2 separate regions of the Mus musculus genome follow, and region 1 is linked to region 2. A link is a contact called in public Hi-C data. All regions are on one chromosome and are shown on one strand. The core of a region is the stretch at or near the end of the contact, and the rest is flanking DNA. Distances in the headings are between cores, read along the strand shown. Region 1 overlaps Gm12610 (predicted gene 12610). Region 2 overlaps Gm34568 (predicted gene, 34568).

Region 1 (6,755 bases), core at 3,689-6,188, 530 kb after region 2:
CATTGAATATGCCTGCCCCCTTGATGAAGTGTGGTTGAAAGATTGAAAGTAGAACAAGACGTTTGGATACACTGGAGACACAGGACGGCATCAGAGATCTCAAACTATGAGTCACAGCAAAATCAGCTTTGAAGTGTGGCTACCAGTAGACCATCCTTCCAAGTCTGCCCTTCTGCAAGAAGAAGGCCTGTGGATGTCTCAATAACTGCTCTCTGGAGACTTGAACGATGACTTTAGACGGATTACTCATGCCAGGTAGTGTGCACTGCAATTATTCAAGCAAGGCCGGCCACAGAATCATCAAAGCATGAAGCTCCTATGACAGCTCAGCCCCGGAGGGTTAGATGCAAATGTCAGAGTGGGGCTATTGTTCTGGAGTCTGAGAACTGGAGATGAAAGGAGCCTCAAACACTGCAAGAGTAAACAGTGAGGGACAGGGGGAGACCTTCTAGCTAGACCAAGCACCACCTCTCAGAGCCTCCTTTGAAGTTCTGGTAGAGAGTGCATGCTGTGGATCAGCTGAGTCGATGGAGCCTGGACACCGACCCAAACATGTAGACATTTCACTCTTAGATCTGGCAAAGAGACTGAGGACCGAGTGTGACTACTCAGCCTCATTTTACAAACTGCAGAATACCTAAACTCAGGCTCTTGCCTAGGAACATCTGAAAACTAAATTATGCTTTAATGCCAAGTGACAAATGTAAACTGTTTATTTTTTTCAGGACAGTGAAAAAGAAAGTATGTCATTTACAGCATAAGTTCTTGGATTAGTGACTTAGAATTAACTAGGAGGACTGAAAAGCATTTAAGTAACCCCCCCCCCCCCCGAGACTACAGCTGGATGACCTGTGAAGTCCCTCTCCAACTTGGTTCCCTTTTCCACTCATCTTTCATTTTTGAATTGGTGACCGATATCTGTAACAGAACATGAACGTCCCAACAAAAACATTTTAATTAAATTTCTTTCGCGTTCAAACCTGGAAAGAAATTAAGTTTGACTGATATTTTCAAGACGCCATCTCCCTCCCCACTCTCCTCGCCTGCATTTCTTTTCTAATTCTGAACACTTCTATCGAACTGATAATTGTCCATACCTTTTAGAGTCCAGGATGATGTTTTCGTCAGGTATATATTTCTGAGTTTGCTTTTCTAATATTGTTTTTAACACAGGTGGCTTTGTTATGAATGCTTCAAATAATACATAACAATAAATAATAAATAATAGATGCTAATCATTCTGAAATATAGCTACAAACACACACATGTGTAAAAGCCCATTCTGGTGTACTAACATATACATATTTTATAGTACTGGGCATTGACCCTAGAGCCTCACAGTGACTATGCATTCCATCACTGAGCTAAATCTTCAAGCCTGTTTTTAGGTTTTTTTTTTTGTTTTTTGTTTTTTGTTTTGTAGGATAGTGTCTCACTAAGTTGCCCAGGTTGGCCTTGAATTTACTCTGTAGTCTAGGCTAGTCTCAGACTTGCAGTTCCTGCCTCTATTTCCTAAGCAGGCCTCTGATATGAAGACTGATGACCATGTACATTTTTTAAAAAATAAATGCATAAAATAACAAGAGGCCCTAAGCTGATTAAAATGAGTAATAGAATCCTAATAAGCACAAATGATGTTTAGTGGTAATTAGAACAGTTGTCATAATATGAAAATATCTGACATATTAGAGAAAATGCTCGTTATTATTCTAATGACCACAATTTCTGCTTTTTCTTCTCATAATAGTCAGAAATACTAAGTTATGAGACACCAGTTATAAAAACAAATACATAGCATTTCCCTACTCCATTTTATAGATCCTGTGAATGGAAGGGGCTATGGAGCCCACGTAAGGACCTTTGCTTTGAGCTGGTCACTTACTGCTGTCAGGGGCATGATGGCACCAAAAACCTGGTAATCTTTCAGACTAGGATTTCAGCTTTACTTTCATTACTGGATCCTCACAGAGATGGTGGTTCGAGGCCCTTTGATTTCTCTGGTTGAAGGATTTTGCCTGTAGGTGTCTGATGCAGATTTTCTTTTCTCACACACTGGCTACAAGGGTGACATGGGAGAGTTGCTCAGTGTGCCTTTGACACCATTGTCTTTTGGGAATCCCAGCTTCGGGGCTGTTTTTCAACTTATTGGCATGGAGTCCTAGGTCCTCCTGAATCACAAAGACCCACAAGGCAAATGCTGATTCTGGTCCTTGGATGGCTCTGTGGTTATGTGATTTCTCGTCACTTCTGATCTCTCAGAATTTCCCTGACTTTCTCAGATACACATTCATTTTTCAAAAGAAAATCACTCTACAAAGCTTCCGTTTTTGTTTCCTGTTGGATGACCTTCTCCTGAGAGGGTTTCTTTGGGTAGCTAGAATATTGTCCTGATTCTGATCAAATTAATCTTGCCTAATCCTGTTTGATGCTTGCAGACATCCTATGACATAGCTCATCAGAGATGAAGAGAGGAGAAAGTAAGCAGCCTTTTGGTTTGATCAATAAATGAGTGAATTTTTATGCTACCACATAAATGAGTAATGGTGTATTTTGAGGTTATGCGACATGCCATCACGTTGACGAATTAGGAATACCCCTCTTTGGAGAGAGTGGTACCTTTTTAACTTGCTCCAGGAAAAATAAAAAGAAAAAATAAAAAGAATTTATATACATTGCCATTATAAACAGTCTTTTAAGAGAAAAGTTCTCTGAAATGGACCCACACTGTCCTGTCATTTACTACCCCCTCTTCTACACTGCTAGGTGTGTTTCTCTTCTTCTCCTCTCCTCCTTCTTCATCCTCCTCCTCTCCTCTCTTCCCTCCTTCTTCTTTTTCATTTTATTAATTTTTTTTTAAAAAAAAACCAGCCTCATTATGAAGTTCCTGCATTTCTACTCTGTACCATGGCCTGATGGGCTCCTTGCTCATTTTTCTGGGGATTGCGAGGTGTCTGGTGTCTGTCTTGCAGTGTTCCTTGTTGAGATGAGTCACAACAGAAATGCAATCTCAGACATTTCTTCTGCCGTGCAGCAGACCATGAAGCAAAGCAGAGGGCAATCTGTTTATAAGTCAAACAACTACACTTGCAGAGAAAGCTAAGCAGTCAGCTTTGTCCAGGCTGGGAAGCCAATCTTACTGAATTTCTTTGCTTGGGCTACTACAAAATGAGCTCAACACAATACACAGGTCTACTGGGTCCCTTAAAGAAGCCTGCACAGGGGTTCACCTAAGCTGCACAAAAAATCTCCATCAGTTTCTCTCATCCCCCTCCCCCTTTCAATCGGCAAGTGTTTTGTAAGCACCTGCAGTGAGCAGACAGCAAGCAAGGAGGTGGTAAAATCCACAGGGAAGCATAAGGAAATGATTAACACGTTTGGTTTGTTAGGACTGCTAAGTGCAAATGGCCTTAGAGGCATAAAGCGCTGGCTCCACACATTTGTCTTTCTACTCTGCTGCCCGTATTTTTGCTGGTTTTCCCCAGCTGGCCTTGCTGGCCCCTCAAGGTTTTTCTTTTTCTTCATTCTTTTCCTGTCTTCCTGCGCATGTGCCAATTGATTACTACACATTATCAGTGCTTTCTCTCAAGAGCAGGCCATCTCAGGTCAGGCCCCTCATTCTGAGCCCTCCTAGGACTAACTGAGGTACTTCATCATATAGACACATTTCCCCCCGGAACTTCTCTCGTCTCTTTTCTGTTCCAGCCCCAGCAGTTTATACCTGCCCACCTGCTTTGGCTTTTTCTCTTGCTCATTTACGCACTTATTTATGTGTGTTAACTTCCCAAGAATTCTCTCTTAACATTTCAAAAGTATCTCTCATCTTTCATTATGAGTTGTTTGCAACTCCTACAAACCTAATGCTGCAAAATTAGTTCTTATATTTTTTGAGATTATAATATAATTAATTACATCATTTCCCCCTTCCCTTTCCTTCCTTCAAAGCTTCCCATAAACCCTTGCTTGCTCTTTCTCAGATTCATGATGTCTTTTTTATTCATGATTGGTGTGTGTACACACACACACACACACACACACACACACACACACACACATATATATTCCTAAATATATATGTACAACTGCTCAACCTGATTAATATTACTTGTACGTATGCGTTCAGGGCTGACCACTTCGTGTTACATAAGCAATAATTGGTTATTGGATAATTAGTGTGCCCTTCCCTGGGGAAGACTATTTTCCCATTATCAAGGTTCCTTAGTTGAAAATCTGATTTTTTTTTAATCTTCAACAACTCAGAAATATTTCAATATGTGTGGAAGTTTTTTTAAATTCATCTGACTACTGGGGCTAAATTTAGCCAAGGCATTGTCATTGTACAGAGTCAAACTTCATAGGCTTATTGTTAGTTGCAAGATGTGACTATACACAAAATAACCATAAAAGTTGTAGTCATAGAATAAATACCGATTGGCCAAACAGTGCATCTCCTCTCTTCATTTGTCATTTCCTTTCTTTCCTCATGTAATTATTTCTTCATTTGTTTCTTTACCTACGTCTGGAAGAAAATACTCTACGTGGCCATCATTGTTCCTAGTGCATGGGAGGTACAGGGTGGCATAGGAGGATGTGGGGCCTACCCTGGAAGATGGGGAGGTGTGTTGTTTGAATATGCCAAGAAAAAAAAATAAAACAGGTTGCATACTACCATGTCCAGTGTGCCTTTGGTTTAACCCTCTTTGAGATCCCTTGGTCATCTATTATCCCGGGGGAATTTTGTTAGATTCACATTTCCAGTGTGGTGACAGATGTGCGTTACATTTAAATGAAGCCGGAGCACAACACAGTGCCTTACTGAGGCGTAATGCAGCAGTGCCTTTGAGAAAAAAATAACGTGTACTCTCTGTGAGAAGCACCCTCCTGTATCTGCGGTGCCAGACAACGGATTTCAGATGCATTTATGACATCTGGTGCTCTTTGCTGCCTGTTATCTCTGAGCTGAGTGAACCTGCTGCCTATGTCGCAGTGTTGGCAGAGGGGTGGCCAGGAGTGGAGCTTTGTCAGAGGATACCGAACCCTCCGAATGACAAGAGGCTGTGCAAGTGTCAGTGGCTATAGTTTTAGGAGGTGTTTTAGAGTGTAAGGGGAAAGGGGTAATCTCTGGAGGAGCTTGGTGCCATTGGCTGGAAATAACAAGTTACAAGTGTTTGGCATGTCATCTGTATGTCTTGTTTTGTTTTTGTTGTTTTTTTTTAGTTTTGTTTTGTTTCTCTTTCCTTTATTTAATCTAATGAGTCTGTATCCTGTGAGGCTCTGACACACCAGCTGTTCTGCTAACAGACAGGAATCTCGAGGTTGTCTCCAGCTCATCTTTAGTGGAGATGCTGTGACACGCTTGGGAGGGGACCATCTGACTGTGGAATTGCCTGAAAGAGTCCATCTTAGGCCTGTTTAGGAAGTTCTCTTCTGGAAGTTTGAAGAGTTGTGAGGGGCCCTGGCTTTCTCAGGTTCCTTCTATCCCCGACATCATAAAAAAAAAAAACAAAAAACCTCCCATTTGTTTTGATGTTATATTTCTTCCTGTTTTATATGGAGCACAGCATATGTGGCATTTTTTTTTCTTTCACTTTCAAAGGAACTGTATTTAGGACAGGAAACATGGCATTTAATGTCCTGGGGCCAATTGGCATCAATTTTTTAAATTTTTAAAAAATTATTACCCTTAATCATTCCTCACAGTCCAGTCGCTATCCCCGACCTGTTCCGCCCTCCAACACTTCTTCATCCCATTCCTCCCCCACCATCTCCAAGAGGATGTCCCCACCCTCCACACCCCACCACACCTCCCCACTTTTTGGAGCCCCAAGTCTCTCAAGGGCTAGATGTGTCTTCTCTCACGGAGGCCAGACCAGGCAGCCCTCTGCTGCATATATGTTGGGGGGGGGGCGGAGGGGTGGTCTTTAGAGTGGCTGCCTGGTTGGTGGCTCAGTGACTGAGAGATCTCAGGGGTCCAGGTTAGATGAGACTGCTGGTCCTCCCATGGGATCACCCTCCTCAACCTTATCCAGCCTCTCCCCGAGTTCAACCACAGGGGCCCCCGCTTCTGACCGTTGGTTGGGTGCGAGTATCTGCCTCTGTCTCAGCCAGCTGCTTGTTGGGCCTCTCAGAGGACAGCCATGCTAGGCTCCTGTCTGTAAGCACATCACAGCATCAGTAATAGTGTCAGGCCCTGGAGCCTCCCCTTGAGATGGATCCCAATTTGGGCCAGTCACTGAACCTCCTTTCCCCCAGTCTCCTCTCCATTTTTGACCCTGCAGTTCTCCCAGACAAGAACAACCCCGGGTCAGAGTTTCTGACTGTGAGATGGCAACCCCATCTCTCCACCCGATGCCCCTGTCTTTCTATTGGAGGTAGACTATGTTTCCTTTCATTCTGCTGATCCTTGAGGCTTCACTCCTGGTCCCCAGCACCAATACCTGATCATGTTTCTTCTTTCCCCTGTCCCCACTCCTGCCCAGTTCCCTCCCTCCCTCTGCCTTCTGTTTTCTTCTCCCTCCCAAGTGGGATTGAAGCATCTTCACTTGGGCCCTTTGGCTTGTTAACTTTCTTGAGTTCTCTGGATTGTGTCCTAGGTATTCTGTACTTTTTTTTGACTAATATCTACTTATTAGTGAGTACATACCATGCATGTCTTTTGGGTCTGAGATACCTCACTCAGAATGATATTTTCTAGTTCCATTCATTTGCCTGCAAAACTCATGATGTCCTTGTTCTTAATAGCTGAGTAGTATTTCATT
Region 2 (6,705 bases), core at 857-3,356:
TGTATATGTGCTGGGGGGCCTCATATCATCAGCTAGTGTATGCTGGCTGGTTGGTGGTCCAGTATTTGAGAGATCTCGGAGGTCCAGATTAATTGAGACTGCTGGTCATCCTATAGGGTTGCCCTCCTCCTCTGCTTCTTTCAGCCTTTCTCTGTTTCACCCAAAGGGTTCAGTAGCTTCTGTCCTTTGGCTGGGTGCAAATATCTGCATCTGACTCTTTAAGCTGCTTGTTGGGTCTTCTGGAGTACAGTCATGCTAGGTCCATTTTTGTGAGCACTCATAGCCTCAGTAATAATATCAGGCCTTGGAGCCTCCCTCTTGAGATGGATCCCACTTTGGGCCTGTTGCTGGACCTTCTTTTCCTCAGGCTCCTCTATTTCCATCCCTGTAGTTCTTTCAGACAGGAACAATTATGGGTCAGAGTTTTGACTGTGGGACGGCAACCCCCTTCCTCATATGATGCTTTGTCTTCCTACTGGAGGTGGGCTCTAGAAGTTCCCTCTCCCTAATGTTGGGCATTTCATCTAAGGTCCCTTCCTTTGAGTCCCAAGAGTTTCTCACCTCCCAGGGCTCTCATGCATTCTGGAGGGTCCCTCCAACCTCCTATGTCCAGGTTGCCTCAGGGCTTCAGTCCTTTTACCTCACCCAATGCCAGATCAGGTTCCCCTCTTCCCCCTCCCCCAAACCCTGTCCATTTTCCCTCCCAGGTCCCCCCCTCCCTCCCCACCTGTGATTGCTTTCTTCTCCCTCTCAAATGGGACTGAGGTGCCCTGAAATATCATCCTGAGTGAGGTAACTCAGACCCAAAAGGACATGCATGGTATGTACTCACTTATAAGTGGATATTAGCCCTCACAAAAGGACAGAATACCCAAGATGCAGTCCACAGAACTCAAAAGGTCAACAACTGTGTGTGTTTTAAAACAGTCTTACTATGCAGCCCAGGCTGGTGGTGTCAGACTTGAGATCTCCTTCCTTCAGTCTCCTAAGTGCTAGGATTAATTGGCCCTCTATTCACAAGTTCTACCTGTGCGCAGATTCGACTAATTGTGACTCAACACTCTAAGAGCTCTTCAGTCTTCAATGAACATGTGCAGACTTTTTGAACTCGTCATTTTTCCCTAAACAATATAGTTGTTTTGACCAAGTCTTGCACTGTATCAAGCATTTTAAGTAACCTAGAGATGATCTAAAGTATACAAGAGAAAGTGAGTGAGTTATAGGTAAATGCTACACAATTTTACACAAGGTATTTGAGCACCTGTATTTTAGTATCATCAGAAGGGACATCCTGAAACACTAGCCCTGCATGGGCATCAATGTGTTTTCTTTTTCTTAGGCTTTCTATGAGATTTGACCTTTTCTGCTCAATACTGTCCATGTCTCATGACCAACTATTTGTATCTCCCTTTTGTTCCATGCCTTGGAATTCTAACTATGATAATATCCTTCTAATAAAATCACTCCCAAATCTGGAGTTACAAGTAGAAAGGAATCTCTTGACTTTCAAGACTATGCAACCCTCTTTCATGTTCTGCTTTCAATGGTAAGCATTCCCACACTTCAGACCTTCACAGCAAGGGTCAACTGAGATCACTGAGATAAAAAATAAGATTGATTGAGAAAATACTGTGTGATAAAAGGTCTCCAAAAAATTTAACTACTAATGTTACCCTTGCCAAGTAAAATTCAGTCTGGCCCTGGGTAACTATACACTATTAGAATACTGGGAAGCAAGCCACAGTGGAAAATATGACTGACCTAGGATTGCCATAGTGTAAGGAATCCCAAGCTAACCACGTAATTTATATGGAGAGAGAAGAGGAAAGAAGAGGGGAAGAGAGGAGAGGAGAAGAGAGGAGAGGGGAGGGGAGGGGAGGGAAGGGAAGGGAAGGGAAGGGAAGGGAAGGGAAGGGAAGGGAAGGGAAGGGAAGGGAAGGGAAGGGAAGGGAAGGGAAGGGGGAGGAGAGAGAGGGAACTAATTTTTTCTGATATCTACCCCAGAGCCAGATATATTAATTTAGTCACAGTAGACACACAGAAGAACTGAAAGCCCTACCAGAAGACTAGCCAAGGCACCAACTGAGCCAATCACTATCTTCAGTTGAGTTGCGTTTGCCTGGGGGCAGAGATAAGCTGTTTTCTCTGTGCTCTGCCTGAATATCTGACCCCAGGTCCATGAACACAATAAAAGAGCTATTGCTTTATGATGTTAAAATTTGAGGTAATGTGTTAATTATTAGTAACAGTAACTTGGCGCTATCATTAGACAAGTAGATGGAACCTGTATTAGTTGCTTTTCTGTTGTTGTAATAAAATACCATGACCAAAAGCAACTCACAGAAAATGAGTTTATTCTGGCTTGTGGTTTCAGAGGGTGGGAATACATAATGATGAGGAAAGCAGGGCAGTAGGTGTCAGGACAAAGAAGTTGGCAGATCACCCTTCATCCACACACAAGTAGTAGATAAAGAACAGGAAGTGAGATAATGGTATAATCTATCAAAGTTCACCTACTTCTTCCAGCAAGTCTGCACCTCCTGAAGTTTCCACAAACTCTCCAATGATGGATCAAGTATTCAAATACATAAGCCTTTGGGGACAATTGTCATTCAAACCACCACAAAACCTTTACCTGAAAGAGTGCATTTGTGGCAATTCATGGTAATGTATAAGACCTTCTCTTTGCAATGTCAGATCACATGCAATAGAACATGACTAGCAGCTGAGTAGCTCCCGAATTGCCTCATCTGCCGAGGACATGGCTAATAAACCACAGCCGTGACTCCCCTGAAAGTGAACTTCAGCTGTTATCATTGGAGCTGTCTGGACAAGTACTGTGCATAGATGATGTAGCCTCGTACTCTCTCTTCTGTGGTCGTCCTCTTCTCTGCATCTTTAAAGGGGCCTGAATCAAATGTGGACGTGTATACAGAGTGAGTGTGATAGTTTATAACTGTAATCCCAGCACATAGGAGGCTATGGCAGGAGGATCAACACGATTCTGAGACTAGCCTGGGCAACACTGCAAGTGAGACCTGTGTCTTAGTTACTTTTCTATTGCTGTGAAAGAACACGTGACCAAGACAACTTATAAAGAGAAGCATTTAATTGGGGACGGAGCTTGCTTACAGTTTTATAGGGTAAGTTCATGACCATCTTGCCAGGGAGCATGGGAGTAGACAGGCACTATAGTAATAGCTGAATGCCTAGATTTTTATCTGCAAGTTGGAGGAAGAGAGAGAGAAACTCGGCCTGTTGTGGGCTTTTGAAACCTAAACTCCCACCTCCAGTGATATCAAGAAGGCCAGACCTTCCCAACTAGGGACCTAGCATTCAAATATATAAACTTATAAAGATCATTCTTATTCAAACAACCACATTGTTGCAAAAAGTAAATAAATATTAATAGTAACATATATCTGGTATCAGATTGGTATCTTTTCAGACATAATTTATTTGAAAAGATGCACTAAATTAAAATAATAATTTAAAAAGTATCTGAGTAAGTTGTATTGATTTAATGAAAAAAATCAGATCTAAAAAATATATGAAATCAGCCAGTAGACTAACTAACAACAACAACAACCCAATACCAGACACAAGAAATTTTTTTCAAGTGGTTGGTCAGTGTAGTCTAAGTGATTCCCCAAACAATATAAGCTGTTGCTGTTGTACTTGGCTGCCCCTCAGAGGGTGAAGCTATGCCTCTATAGCTAACGACCCAGAATACTAAAGACTTTGATTATCTGAGTTGGATTGAACCTGAAAGCCTTCTTCCTGTGGCCTAACTTGCATAGTACCATAAAATACTTGGCAAACTGTCAAGAGAGGAAACCAATTAATATTCCCATACAGCTGTGATACCTATGAACTACAATAATGACCAGCATGGCAAGATGTCTGTTAAGGTGCAATAGTGGCACCCAGATGTTGGTGGTAACCAACAATTCTCTAGTTAGACTTAAGGACCACAGAACAGGAGAGAAATCATGATTCATATTAGAAACATAGCTACCCTTCCCTAGAGCTAGTGAGGTCATGGACCTTAACAAAATACTACTACTACTACTACTACTACTACTACTACTACTACTAATAATAATAATAATAATAATAATAATAATCTATTACTGCCATTTTGCTAGAGCAGAATACCTCCTTACAGTCTAAATCTTATACCCACAGATAAGTATAGCTGTCACCTTTTATCAAAGAATCTTGTGCTTACAGCAAATGGAGAGCTTCACAAAACCCACAACTGGACACAGTGCAGAGATCAGTGGATCATGAGAAGCCCAGGCCCCTTGAATACATGTTTATTATAGTTCCGGCATTGCTGGCTCAGGAAATATCCAGGAAGATGGTGAAGAAAACTGTAAGAGCCACGATACCATGAAGTCTGCTGTGAGACAGTGCCTACTAGAAATTGCTGCATAAATAAAACCTAAATAGTGGCACTATCATTAGACATGCTGATTTGTCAGAGGAAAGTCTCACAGGGTCCTACCCCTATACAAAAAACTTTATGCTAAGAAATGGAAAATTAGTGCCTCTCAGGCATGACACTCCGCCCCCATTGATTTTCCAATATAAAGTCGTCATCCCTAAAACCATATACACCCAAAATAAAAACAGACTCAGCAGTTTATATGTATGTATTTGTACACACACACACACTCACACACACACACACGTTTAGCATACATGTATACAAATATATATGTGCAACACTAATAATCAAAGTAAAAGAGGCTACTAATTTGAGCTTGAAAGGGGGAAAGTGATGAGTGTTGGGAATTGGGTCTAATGCTTTGAATTAATTCATGCCCCCAAATCGGGAATCTGCTTGTCCAAATGCTGAAGGTCCTTGTCCCCAATTGTTTTTTGATCTGTCAATAAAGAGCCAATAGCCAATGATTGAGCAAGTAGAGTGAGGTGGAACCTTTGGATTTGGGCAGGCCAGGAACTGGAAGAAAAGAGAGGAAATCACCATGGTTCGGAGGGAAGCAAATCAGATTTAGAGCTGCAGAAGGAACATTATCCGAAATGTAGGTAAGAAGGAATGCGGCCCCTGAAAGGGCTGCCCAGAAGCATCTTGGGCAGTAAAGACTAGGGAGCCGCCCAGAAGGAGCCAGGGCAACAAAGATGAAATATAGAATTAGAGGGTGTTAAGCCAGGATTACAGGTGGGAAATGTGCATTAGCCGCTGGGAGGATTAGAACTTCACAGCCTTTGAGCTAGCTAGCCAAGGCTATAAAAATAACTGGTGTGTGTGTGTGTGTGTGTGTGTGTGTGTGTGTGTGTGTGTGTGTGTTTCATTGGTGGAACCAAAGCAGTGTAGCCAACAACACTTCAACAGATGGGTTGAAGGGAGGGGCATGGGTGGGGCAAGAGGAAGCAAACAGAAGGGAGTGACATAATTATATTTTGATTAAAATGTATTTTAAATATATGTAAAAAATGTAGAATTCCAGATAATTTTAACGTTCTGCTCAGTGCTCCTAACCCAATTATAATAAGGAATGCATGAATCTTTTGTAACTAATAAAAGTAAAATGTAACCAGAAATACTTCTCATACCAAAAGATATCTGACAGTGGGTATAAAACAGTGCTGACCAGAGGGTTCATATCCAGTGATCATGACCTTTCTCGTGTTACATAACTGCTACTACTTCATGAAATACCTAGCAGGCTACTTTACTGTTTACATATTTTAAAAGCTTGAATTTGCTCTCAGTTTTGTAAATATTAAATCTGAGATTTTTATGCCCCGATTGGTTCAGATTCTGATTACAGCCAAGATGGTAGAGTCTCAAAGCAGCATCAAGTACCTGTGTGTGTGTGTGTGTGTGTGTGTGTGTGTGTGTGTGTGTGTGTGTGTGTGTATGTGTGTGTGTTGTGTGTGTGGGGGGTTGTAGTGTTGGGGCTAGGGGACATGTAGGTGCTCTCCTCTTTATAAAGCCTTCAAGACTGAAGCTTGTTAACACTGGTCTAGTTACCTTGTCCAGTCCTAATCACGTTCAATGGTTCTACCTCTAAACAGCATCAGATTATGTTTCTACCCTCTTAACACTATAAAAAACAAAGCAGGTTTTGGAAATTAGCCATGAGCTAAAACTGGGCAAACTATTGCCTATATGTCAAAGATATGGGTGATGTTAAATGTAATGTCTCTTCTGGAGCTTACAAAGAGATGAGGGTGTAGTTTAGTGGCTGGAACACTTGCTTAGTATGCACAAGGCCTTGGGTTTCATCCCTAGCACCACCAAAATAAAATAAAAATAAAATAAAAGTCATATTTCTGACACATCAACCAACAGTATAAACAAGCCTTTATAGAATACCCGAGAGCTTCTAGATTTGACCTAGACTCAAAACATGGAGTGAGGGTTTTTGGTGTTTGGTTTTTGTTTTTATTTTTCTAAGAAAAGATCAGAATTTTTCCATTCTTGGCTTTTTTAGAATGCTTTTCATTTTTCTCCTCTAGAAAACTGTAACTAATTTAGGATCTCCCACAGCAACCTTAGTAAATGAACCTTCCCTGGTGTCTCATCAGTTTATGGTAAAGTTCTGCAGAATCCTCCCATTTGAACAGTGCCATCAAGAATATATTTGGAGGTTGTCAAGATGGCTCAGCAGGAAAGATGATGGTAGAGTCCTAAAGCAGCTGGGCAAGTCTGGTCACCTGAGTTCAAGCCCT

The links. Hi-C and Micro-C count contacts between places; a contact is called where the count stands out from the background.
Region 1: a Hi-C map of the G1E-ER4 cell line shows a contact between it and region 2, with 5 times the contacts expected there. The contact joins two enhancer-like sites. A contact is called at or near these places in 1 of 484 Hi-C or Micro-C datasets (the G1E-ER4 cell line) and 1 of 115 datasets of contacts at active chromatin or transcription factors (bone marrow-derived macrophages).

What each region holds. Positions count from the first base shown.
Region 1 is chr4:89,505,268-89,512,022 of GRCm38.p6, forward strand. The region is part of intron 7 of Gm12610 (predicted gene 12610); the gene reads left to right. Among named protein-coding and RNA genes, the nearest start is that of Dmrta1, 180 kb to the right of the region's middle. Within about 2 kb of position 4,939, at least 15 of the 459 cell types and tissues checked have an H3K27ac peak or open chromatin away from gene starts, as enhancers often do. A contact at or near this core is called in the G1E-ER4 cell line, where this site is marked.
Region 2 is chr4:88,975,580-88,982,284 of GRCm38.p6, forward strand. The region is part of intron 1 of Gm34568 (predicted gene, 34568); the gene reads left to right. Among named protein-coding and RNA genes, the nearest start is that of Gm34568, 23 kb to the left of the region's middle. Within about 2 kb of position 2,107, at least 9 of the 459 cell types and tissues checked have an H3K27ac peak or open chromatin away from gene starts, as enhancers often do. A contact at or near this core is called in the G1E-ER4 cell line, where this site is marked.